Regions from separate parts of the Sus scrofa genome. Here region 1 is linked to region 2. A link is a contact called in public HiChIP or PLAC-seq data. All regions are on one chromosome and are shown on one strand. The core of a region is the stretch at or near the end of the contact, and the rest is flanking DNA. Distances in the headings are between cores, read along the strand shown.

What was found. HiChIP or PLAC-seq counts read pairs in DNA pulled down with a chosen protein or histone mark.
Region 1: a contact with region 2 is called in an H3K27ac HiChIP or PLAC-seq map of alveolar macrophages. The contact joins two enhancer-like sites. A contact is called at or near these places in 2 of 5 promoter capture datasets (fetal liver and liver), 35 of 47 Hi-C or Micro-C datasets (adipocytes, adipose tissue, alveolar macrophages and 18 more) and 2 of 2 datasets of contacts at active chromatin or transcription factors (alveolar macrophages and skeletal muscle).

What each region holds. Positions count from the first base shown.
Region 1 is chr16:52,276,252-52,281,924 of Sscrofa11.1, forward strand. The region is part of intron 2 of FBXW11 (F-box/WD repeat-containing protein 11); the gene reads left to right. Among named protein-coding and RNA genes, the nearest start is that of FBXW11, 67 kb to the left of the region's middle. Within about 2 kb of position 4,115, at least 8 of the 83 cell types and tissues checked have an H3K27ac peak or open chromatin away from gene starts, as enhancers often do. A contact at or near this core is called in alveolar macrophages and liver, where this site is marked.
Region 2 is chr16:52,140,919-52,146,875 of Sscrofa11.1, forward strand. No RefSeq gene overlaps it. Among named protein-coding and RNA genes, the nearest start is that of FBXW11, 69 kb to the right of the region's middle. Within about 2 kb of position 1,628, at least 32 of the 83 cell types and tissues checked have an H3K27ac peak or open chromatin away from gene starts, as enhancers often do. A contact at or near this core is called in alveolar macrophages and liver, where this site is marked.

The sequences.
Region 1 (5,673 bases), core at 2,865-5,364, 140 kb after region 2:
GCCAAGGGCATTTAGGATTGTTATATCGTTGTGATAAATTGATCCTGTTATAATTATGAAAATACCTGGAATTCCTATCATGGCTCAGCAGTAACAAACCCAACTAGTATCCGTGAAGATGCGGGTTCCATCCCTGGCCTTGATTAATGGGTTGGGGATCAAGTGTTGCCATGAGCTGTGGTGTAGGTCACAGATGTGGCTCCGATCCCATGTTGCTGTGGCATAGGCCAGCAGCTGCAGCTCTACTTTGACCTCTAGCCTGGGAATTTCCATATGCTGCAGGTGCAGCCCTAAAAAGCAGAAAAAAAATTATGAAAATATCTCACTTTACCCCATCTTACATTCCTTGTTCTGATCTCTACTTTGTCCAATATTTATGTAACCTCTCTAAATATCCTTTTTTAGTCATTCGATGTTGTATCTCTTTTTCTGTCCTTTTTTTTTTTTTTTTGTCTTTTGTTGTTGTTGTTGTTGTTGCTATTTCTTGGGCTGATCCCACGGCATATGGAGGTTCCCAGGCTAGGGGTTGAATCGGAGCTGTAGCCACCGGCCTACGCCAGAGGCACAGCAACACAGGATCCGAGCCGCGTCTGCAACCTACACCACAGCTCACGGCAACGCCGGATCATTAACCCACTGAGCAAGGGCAGGGACCGAACCCGCAACCTCATGGTTCCTAGTCGGATTCGTTAACCACTGTGCCACGACGGGAACTCCTCTTTTTCTGTCCTTTATGTTTAAGCAGTAGGGCTTGGTGTTTAAAAGTTTCTTGTAGATAACATACTGTTTTCCACTTTTACCATCTCTGTCTTTTAGTTGAGGTATTTTGACCATTTACATTTAACTAATTATTAAGATTCTTGGTTTTAAATTTACCCTGTTGTGATTTGTTTTCTCTTTGTCCCATTTGCTCATTCTTTTGCTACCCCTACGGCATGTAGAAGTTCTGGGTCAGGAATTGAACTTTCACCCCACAGCAGTGACCCAAGCCACTGCAGTGACATTGCTGATCCTTAATCTGCTGCACCACAGGGGAACTCCACGTCCTGTCTGCTCTTCATTGCCTTTTTCCTCCTTTTTGATTAATATAATTTTTAAGTGATTCCATTTTCATCTTTACTATTGGCTTATTAGTTAAACTTTGTTTGCTTAATTTTTTTTCATGTGGTTTTTGTAGGGTTTACAATTCATGCCTTTAACTTGTCACAGCCTGTCTTGAACTGATAAGATACTGCTTCACACATGTGGAAGAAAGACCTTAGATTTATATACTTCCACTTCCTTCCTCCCATCTTTGGTGCTTTTGTCGTCTTACATTTTATTTCTACAAAGGCAGAGTGTGCAGAGAGGAGGAATTAGATGAAAGTGGTCAAAAGGTACAAGCTTCCAGTTATAAATAAGTAAGTTACTATGAAGGTAATTACAACATGAATAACATAATTAGGACTGCTGTGTGTTATATCTTTTTTTTTTCTTTTGTGTCTGTATGAGGTGATGCATTTTCACTATACTGTATAATCATTTCGTGTTTTCTGTAAGTCCAGTCATTATGCTATTATACACCTTACACTTATGCAATGCTGTATGTTGGTTATATCTCAAAACTGGTAAAGTCATTTTCTGTCAACAATTTAAAAGATTTTTTTTAAATTGTGGTAAAATACACCCAGTATACATTTTACTATTTTAACTATTTTAAAGTGCACAGTTTGGTAACATTATACATTGTTGTGCAACCAATGTTGAGAACTTTTTCCTATTCATGAAACAACCACTTCTCATTTCCCCTGGCAGAACCGGAACAACCATTCTACTTTCTGTTTCTATGAATTTGACTACTCTAGACACTTCACAAAAGTGGCAGAATCTTATAGTATTTGTCTTTTTATAAGTGATTTATTTCACTTAGCATAGTACCATACAAGGTCCATGTAATAGCATGTAGAAGAATTTCCTTTCTTTTTAAAGCTGAATAATATTCCATTGCATGTTTATATCATATTTTGTTTAGCATGTTATCCTTCAGTGGACACTTGGGTTGTTTCTACCTTTTGGCTTATGTGAATAATGCTGTTATATGAAAATAAGTGTATAAATATTTCTTTGATACCTTTCTTTTAATTCCTGTGGATATATACTCAGAAGTGGTCTCGCTCGACCATGTGGTGATTCTGTTTTTAATTTTAAGTTTTCCATAGCAGCTACACCATTTTACATTCCCATCAGCAATGTTAGAAGGGTTCTTGTTTCTCCTTGTCAGCATTTGTTATTTTCTGTTGATAGTAGTCATTCTGATAGGTATGAGATAATATTTCTTAGTGATTTTGAGTTGCATTTCCCTAATGATTAGTGATGTTCAGTATTTTTTCATAAGCTTTTTGGCCATTAGTATATCTGCAGCTTGTGGCAATGCCCGACCCTTAACCCACTGAGCTACAACAGGAACTCCTGGTTTGTTGTAGTTGTTGCTTTTTAACTTAATTTGGATATTTTCTTTTGTGAAATGCCTGTATAAGTGTTTCACCCCCCACCTTTTTTGGTAGCTGTACGTGTTTGCTCTCTTTATTGATTTGAAGTAAGGGGGGTGGCATATAGAGATTCCCCGGCTAGAGGTCAAATTGGAGCTGCATTTGCTGGCCTACGCCACAGCCACAGCAATGCCAGATCCGAGCTGCATCTGTGACCTACACCATAGCTCATGGCAACACCAGATCATTAACACCCTGAGCAAGGCCAGGGATTGAACCCTCATCCTCAGGATACTAGTTGGGTTTGTTACCACTGAGCCACAACGGAAACCCCCTGATTTTTGTTTTTTTAATGTTCTGAGTGATTGCCAGTCTTCTCTCATGGGTTGCCTCTTTTTTTTTCTTTTAAATTTAATTCCTTTAAAAGATGTATTTTGCGTATAAAATTCATCCTTTTCAAGTATGCAGTTCAATGTTGCACCATCACCATAAATCAGTTTTAGAACATTTTAAACTCCTATTTGGTCTTTTAATGACACTTTCAATGAACAGAAATCTTCATTATAATCCAATTTATCAGATTTTTCTTTCCTGATTAGCAGTTGCTTTGTCCAATTTAAGAAAGCTTGACCTATTCCAAGGTCATGAAGATGTTCTGTGGTTTCTTCTAAAAGCTTACTTTTTACATTTAGATCTGCAGTCTACCTCGAATAGATTCCTCCCTCCCCCCTGCTCTTGATGAGAGGGTGGGGCTCAATAGAAGAATATCCAGTTGATAAAGTCTTTTACTGAAAAGACTATTTTTTCTCCACTGGGCGGAAGTGTTTGTTGCTTTAGTGTTCAATCAAGAGAACTCAATATGTATACATCTGAGTTTGGATGCTACTTTGTTTTGTTGATTAATTTGTCTACCTTTATTCCTATGTAACACTCTTTTTGTTACAGTAGCTACGTGAAGGATCTTGATATTTCATAATGTAAATTCTCTTAGTTCTTCCAGTTTGCGGTAGCTTTTTATATTTCCAGACAAATTTTAAAATCCGCTCAAATTGGAGGGCGGGGGGGGGGTGGGCATAAAGCCTGCCGGAATTTTGGTTGATATTGTATTAAATTCATCATCTCTTACTCTTAAATTTTTGATGGCTTTGGTTTTCTTTCCCCAGATTTCATTAAGTGATATAATCTCTAACATGTGTTCTGTAAGTGGTAGCAACCGTATTATAAATATAATTCATTGCTTTTTAATTTCTTGGGTTGATTTTGTTTGAAGTCTTTGCTGAGTCTGCCAAGTTACCCTTGAACACAGTAATATGAGAAATGATTGTGATGTGGCACGGTATTTCTCTCGCTTTGCTTGATGTCATTGATCAATACTTTCATGGTTCCTTTAAAATGATATATAGTAGAAGCCAAAGGGTAAAAAAATGTTTTTTGTTTGTTATTTTCCCCCCTCTGAGCAATATTATGTTGTAGGTACTTTGCACATGTTATTTCTATTCCTGCAACGCAGGCGGCATTATCCCTGTCCCATAAAATCGGAAATCAAATCTGAGAGAAAGGTCAAGTGACTTACCGGAAGTCACACAGCCTGTGATCTGCACTGGGGATTCCTGGCTCTAAAAGCCTCCTCGTTTACACGTCAGGGACTGATTCCCTCCATGGTGCCCTTCCTGATAACTTAGTGTCCTTTGCCCATCCTTCTGTACTGCTTCTAAAGCATCTTCTTTTTCTGGCGTCCTTTAGTGATTATGAAACATCCTGTAAGTTTCACTTGTAAAGTTCTCTTCAGAGTGTTAAACCCCAGGAAGCATCGAAGTGCACATTCTACCAGCCCTTGTCTACTTTCTCAGGGAGACTCCAGCAGACTTGTATCTGTGCTTCTTTTGGACCTTTTTAAACAGTCAAGTGAGAATGAGGTGTTCTTCTTTTTTTTTAATCTAGGTAAATGAATACTTTGGAGGCGATACGGGTGACTGCCTTTCTGAAAATAGGTTTTTTTTAATTTCTTGCTACTTTCAGTGAGGATCAGAAATGGTGTTGCTTGCTTTTCTCCCCTACATTTTTTTTGCTATTTCTTGAACCGCTCCTGCGGCATATGGAGGTTCCCAGGCTAGGGGTCCAATCGGAGCTGTAGCCACCAACCTACGCCAGAGCCACAGCAACGCAGGATCTGAGCCGTGTCCGCAACCTACACCACAGCTCATGGCAACGCCAGATCCTTAACCCACTGAGCAAGGGCAGGGACCAAACCCGCAACCTCACGGTTCCTAGTCGGATTCGTTAACCACTGCGGCACGACGGGAACTCCTCCCCTACATTTTGAATCCTTGCTCATTGTAGACAATTTGGAAAATATGCAAAAAGGAGTAAGGCAGAAACAAAATTACCATTTTAGTCGTTACAATTAATAGGAAGATTATAATAACTGTAGCTAATATTAATTATCAACATATTTATTATACTTAGTAGTGTGTCAGGAATTATTCTAAGTGCTAAGAATACAGACTGAATAAAACAATCAAACATCTCTGTCCTGTGGAGGTTCAGTTTGACTAAAGGAGCCCATATTAAGTGCTAGGATTATCTTCTTAAATTTTCTCGCTCTGTCAGGGAGACCCTGTTTTTACTTTAGTTTTATAGATCAGGAAACAGACACAGAGAGGTTGAATGACATGCAGCAGGATCTGACTTCTGCTGAAAGTTTCAATGACTAGTTTCTGTTTCTTTAAACTAGAACATACATATCTGGGGCCTTGGCGAGGCTGTTTTACTTTAAGTTTCATTTTAAGAAATCACTAGCATTATTGAAAAGAGTTGTGTCTTCTTTAAGAAAAATTTAGATAGGTTATGCAAACAAAAAGAAAATAAAAATTACAGAGATAAAGTATTGTTAGCATTTTTAACACTTTTCTGGTTTCTTTTCTAGATAAATTGATAAAATTTTGTTTGTAAAGATGGGATGAGGTAGACATATTTTGGTCTGCTTTTTTCCCCATTTAATATAGTTTAGACTTTTTCATGTCCCTGTTCTTCTAAGATAGTATTTCACCAATTTGAGACAGGTGAATGTGGCCTTCACAGTTTTGACATATTTGCCTACCACTCGTTCTTTTGTTCTGTTTCACATATTTTAAAAATCTGCTTTCTTAACAAAAATCAGAAAAGGGAACTATCACTGCATGACTGGGAAACAATGGTACTTACT
Region 2 (5,957 bases), core at 378-2,877:
GTCCAGGGTCCTTCTTCACACACACACATACACACACACACGAGATCCATGGGTACTCAGGGACTCTTTGTATATGGATGGGAAAGATTTGGTCTTTAGTTTCACCAACCTCTAAGTGAAAATCAGCATTTCCTTTATGCGCACAGGCACCAAACTCTAATGTTATCAGCAGTACAAATCACAGAGATTTCATCTCACATTACAGCTATTGCAGACATCTCCCAATTATCATTTTCGTTCATTATTTTGAAATTATAGTAGTTATTGAACCTATTGCCAGATCTTGTTATTTAATGAGCAATATATATATAACATATATTACATCTAAATAAAATACAATTTTTCTAATATTTTGATACCTCTATTTCATTATTACTGGTTTTACTTGTAATCTTGTTTTGTTTTGTTTTTTGTCTTTTTAGGGCCACACCCGTGGCACATGGAGGTTCCCAGGCTAGGGGTCAAATCAGAGCTGCAGCTGCCAGCTTACACCACAGATCCTTAAACCCAATGAGCAAGGCCAGGGATCAGACCCGTGTCCTCATGGACACTAGCTGGGTTTGTTAACCACTGAGCTACGATGGGAACTCCAAAGTTTTACTTGTGATCTATGCGCTTTATCCTGTGCATCTGAAAATGTTATTCTGAGAAGTGGATCTACAAAGAACACCTTAAGGTTAAGGACCCCTTCTATCTGCAGTCCTGAATCACTGTCCAAGAAACCTTCCCACCAGCAGGTGGCGCCCCACAATTACAGCGCCCCACTGAACTCCCTGTGTCTGGGGGTGATGGAGGCAAATAAGCAGCTGGCATGCCTTCCATTAAGGGCTAGAAAAATGATGGAGGTGCCTGGGGAGAAAGATTCATGAGACTGGCAGAAAAGACCATGAATTAGGGAACGGGTGGGACTTGGGAAATGAGATCATTCCATATTTACTGACACCTCTTAAGTACCAAGTGCTAGAGATGATGAAATAAAAACATTGACACTGGCTTCAAAATGTTTGTCCCACTAAGGAAACAGACCTGGAGAAGCAGAATATCAATTCAGGCTGACGTAGCCTGGGAGAATCAGGGAAGACTTCTCAGTGGAGGTGATGCTAAGTCTAGGAGGACAAAGCAGTATGTGCCAAACCACATGCATTCAGAGATGGGGCAATGGTTGAGGGTGAGTGTTTTATGGGCCATGAGGTTGAGAGAAGGACAGGGTGAGACCTGAATGCTGGGTTCAGACTGACCTTTATTGCTGCAAGAACAGTAAGAAGGCTGGGAAAGAGTTTACTCAGAGGAAGGAAAGTTGAAATCATGACAAATTATAGCAATTTAAGAGAGCAGCTGAGGACAGAGACGCTTTTGAATGGGAACAATGGCCCATAAAGGTTGGACGCTTTAGGAAAGAAAGGGCAGACTGCAGGCTTCATGAAGGCAGGGGTAAGGCCTTAGCTAACCCCTTAGCACCCAGAACCCATCAGGCTGCAGCACTGAGATACCCAGTCTGAGCTCCCTATGCCATAAAGGTTCTATGAAGGGAGCAGTGGGGGTCTGGGGGCTGTAGTCTGGATGTATATGAACTCACTGTGCTACCAGAGGTAGGTTCACTAGGTCTGGCTAACAAGTATGTCTTCAGTTAAAAACGAAACTGAAAGAACTTTCATTTTCAGTGATGGCAGATTAGGTTATCCGGATCAGTCCTCACACTGAGGACAATTAGAAAATCTGGACAAAAATACTAAATACATCTACTTGCAGGCATACAAGATAGTGAAGAACTATCAGGCCAAGATTCACGCAAGGACGGAGAGCCAGAGAGACGATGCTGGTGTTTTACCCTGGGAGCATTTGATGATCCCAGAGTGGGTAACAGAAACGTGTGTGTCTGAGCTTCTGAAAACCTCCTAGGGCCTCCTAAGAACACAAGGATTAGAGGCCAGGGCCTCATAAGGGCAGGGTGGAAGGGACCCAAATGAAAACTTTCCCGTTGCAGAGGCCTGAAAGGCTATACCCATGAATAACACTGAGCCTGATGGGGACAGGCCTCATGGGGTCTGCAGTTCTCTTCAAATAATTACAACCCCTAAAAACTGGCCTGGGGTGATGCAGGATTGCTAGTGCTCACAGGTGCCCTTTGAAAACAATTTTACAAAAAACCCCATCTAGCACACAATTAAAAAGTAACTAGGCGCACAGGAAATGACTAAAGCTAAAGCTGGCAGAAGCAATGAACATCAGCAGCAGACCAACAGGCATGTGAGTTACTGGAGTAATCGGAGCATAAACCACAATGCTTACTATGTTTGAGGAGAGAGAAAGAATGTGATTTGAAATTGTCAGCAGAGAGCTAAAAACAAAAGTTTAAAAAGGAACTAAGTGTTCTAAAAGTAGGTAGCAGAAATGGTTGCATAACTCTGAATATACGAAAAGAAAAAAAAAAATCCCACTGATTGTACAGGCATACCCTGTTTTACTGCGTTTTGCAGACACCGTGTTTTTCACAACCTGAAGGTCTGTGGCAGCCCCGCACAGACCAAGTCTATCGGAGCCATCCTTCCTACAGCATTTTGCTCACCTCCTGTCTCTGTGTCACATTTGGGTAATTCTCACAATATTTCATAAAATTTCATTATTATTATATTCAGGGATCTGAGATCAATGATCTCAGATGTTACTACTGTAATTGTTTTTGCATTTTCACCAAGAAAGTATTTTAAATTACAGCTTAATTAAAAGCATTTTGAGACATAATGCTATTGCACACTTAGCAGATGACAGTATAGTGTAAACATAACTTGTATTTGCACTGGGAAGCCGTAAACATCATATGACTCACATTACTATCATACTTTATTGCAGTGGTCTGAAAACTGAACTCACAAAATTACCTAGATATGCCTGGATACTTATTTAAAAGGGTGAATTTTGTGGTATGTGAATATCTCAAGAAAGCTTTCATTGAAGAAAAAAAAAAGTAAAAAGTCTAGACATAAAACAAAAATAACTGACGTGAAATACTCAGTGTTCAGGCGTAACAGCGGACATGTCAGAAGCCTTCATCAACCATTTATATCAGTTTGAAGCTTTATCCTTCCTACCTCTACTTGGCCATGTCTTCTCACTCCGGATGAGGCTTTAAAAAAAGGTGCAAAACCTTTTTCTTACCAATTCCAAAAGTGAGGGAACCTGCTGAAAAACTATGAAAAACAACAGAACCAACAAGATAGGCTGACCCTTCCTTCAGGACATCAAAAAACTAGTAGGGATAAAGCTGAGTCAATCGGAATCTCTCTCTTAGTAATGTGAACTGGGGCTAGGGTTAGAGAACAACCAGTTAGAAATGGAACTTAAGAGGCTGAAATACATGGATGTAGTGAGGGATCAGAGGCCAAGAGGGTCCACGTGCAAAGAGAAGTTAGAAAGGAGCTGAAACTCAATGGTGATTCCTAAATTTCTGGCTTTAGTTGACTGGGTAGGTAGAGGGATCATTTACTGAATTAGAAAAGATCAGCACAGGACAACATTTGGTGTGTTGAAGGGAGGGACCAGAGGTTCAGTTTGAAAGTTAGAACTCCAAAAAAGAGCACCTAATTTTGCATATGTTAAATTTGAGGTGCCTATGACACACCAAAGGGGGATGTTATTGTCTATATGTATCTGGAGCTTGGAGGAAATATCTGGGCTGGAGATAAGCATTTGAAAATAGGGTACGAAGTGGATCGTTGAGAAAAATGCAGTAGGAGAGACAGGCAGGACCAGAGAGAGATAAGTAAACTATGAAAAGAAATAGAGATTTTTTTTTTTTTTATCCCGAAGGCCATGTGTGACATCAGCTTTCTGTTGTAGACAGGTGACTAGCTGCAGCAGAAAAAACATACTGAAGCAGCAGAAAAGTGATAAGTAGGGCCTTTACAGTAATCCAGGTAAGAGATGGGAATTCTCATATTATAGATTTATATCCCGACTTTTTCCTTTTTTATTTTAACATCACTAATAGTTCTCTGGAAACATAGTTTTAGCAGATATTATTATTTTTTTATGGCTGTACTCAGAGTATATGGAAATTCCCAGGCTAGGGATTGAAGCTGACACTAGATCCTTTAACCCACTGCACCAGGCCAGGGATGGAACCTGAGCCTCTGCCGTGACCCAAGCTGCTGCAATTGGATTTTTAACCCACTGCGCCATAGCAGGAACTTCTGGAAACACAGTGTTAAATGGCTAAATAACCTACCCACTTGTGAAGTTATATAATCTATTTGACCACTATTATACAGTTAGACATTTTGGTTTATTTTCTGTTTATGAGGAACCTTATTCTTTCACATAACTATCCTTTGTATTTTCTCCTGCCTTGGTGATAAAAGCTCTGGCAAATATCACAGCTTTTCTAAAGTTAAAATTGGGTCAAGTCTAATTACCAAGTTTTACTTTCACATTTGATTTAAACTTTTTCTCACGCAGCTCAAGTCTGAACCAGACTCCGAAGCTTGAAGTGAAAAAGACGGGTATGGCTGGGCTGACGCTCACCAACTGCACCACTTGATTCCTTGTGTTTCAAATATTCGCAAATGATATTGATCAGTAAAGGGTTAATATCCAACACTGATAAACAGCTCACACAACTCAACATCAAAACAAAAACAAAAATAAAAACCCCCAAACTCCAAAACAGCCTGATTAAAAAACAGTCAGAAAAACCTAACAGACATTTTTCCAAAGAGGAAATGCAGATGGCCAACAGGCACAGGAAGAGATGCTCAACACGGCTAATCACCACGGAAATGCAGACGAAACCACCACGAGCTATCACCTCATACCTGTCATAGTGGCTATCAAAAAGAGCACAAATACCAAATGCTGGTGAGGAGGTGGAGAAAAGAGAAGCCTCCTACACTGTGGGTGGGAACGTAAGTTGGTGGAGCCGTTGCGGAGAACAGTATGGAGGTTTTTCAAAAAACGAAAAATAGAACTGACATATGGCCCAGAATTATTTATAATGGACAAGATAATGGAAGCAACCTCAGTGTCCAGTAACAGATGAATAACGAAGATGTAGTACACACATACACACAGAATACTACTCAGCCATAAAAAAGAATTAAATTCTGCTATTTGCAGCAATATGGATGGACTTGGAGGGCATGATGCTAAGTGAAATAGGTCAGAGAAAGACTAACACTATATGAAATCACTTATACATGGAATCTAAAAATACCAAAAACTAGTGAATAAAACCAAAAAAGAAGCAGACTCACAGATATAGAGAACAAACTAGTAGTTACTAGAGGCGGGAAGGAAACCGAGGGGCAATATAAAAGTGGGAGTGTTGGAGGTACAAACTATTGGGTGTGAGACAGCCTCGAAGGTGTACAACATAATGAATACAGCAAAGATTTCATAGTACCTATAAGTGGAGTAAAATCTTTAAAAATTGTGAATCACTCTATTAAACATCTGTAACCTATATAACATTATACACCAACCATACTTGAATTAAAAGAAAAAAAAACCCAAAGGCTGGATCAATATGGTGGAGGAGTAGGACCTGGAGCTCACCTTCTCCCACAAGCACAAAAAACAAACCACTACTTGTAGAATAATTTGCACGGAGTATCTACTAAACACTACAGAGTACTGCAGATTTTCAAAAAGGGCAGAACCAAAGGAAGAAAGAGAGAGAGAAGAGAAAAAAAGGATGCTTTTTTTTCTTCAGATGCTCCTTAGGAGGCCACCTAACTGGTGAGGAGATCAGACAGGACAGAGGGGAGGCTCAAAGCCTCAAAGAAAAATGTAGCAGCTGGTCAGAGGAGGCAAAGCAGAGAGCAAACCGCACAGATGATTGGTATCACCACCCTGATACACCCGGGCAGGGGCTGGGCACAGAGGCTTGAACTTTGGAGGTCAGTTCTAGGGAAAGGACTAGGGTAGGCTGTATGGAAACAGCCTGAAGGGAATAGGGAGGA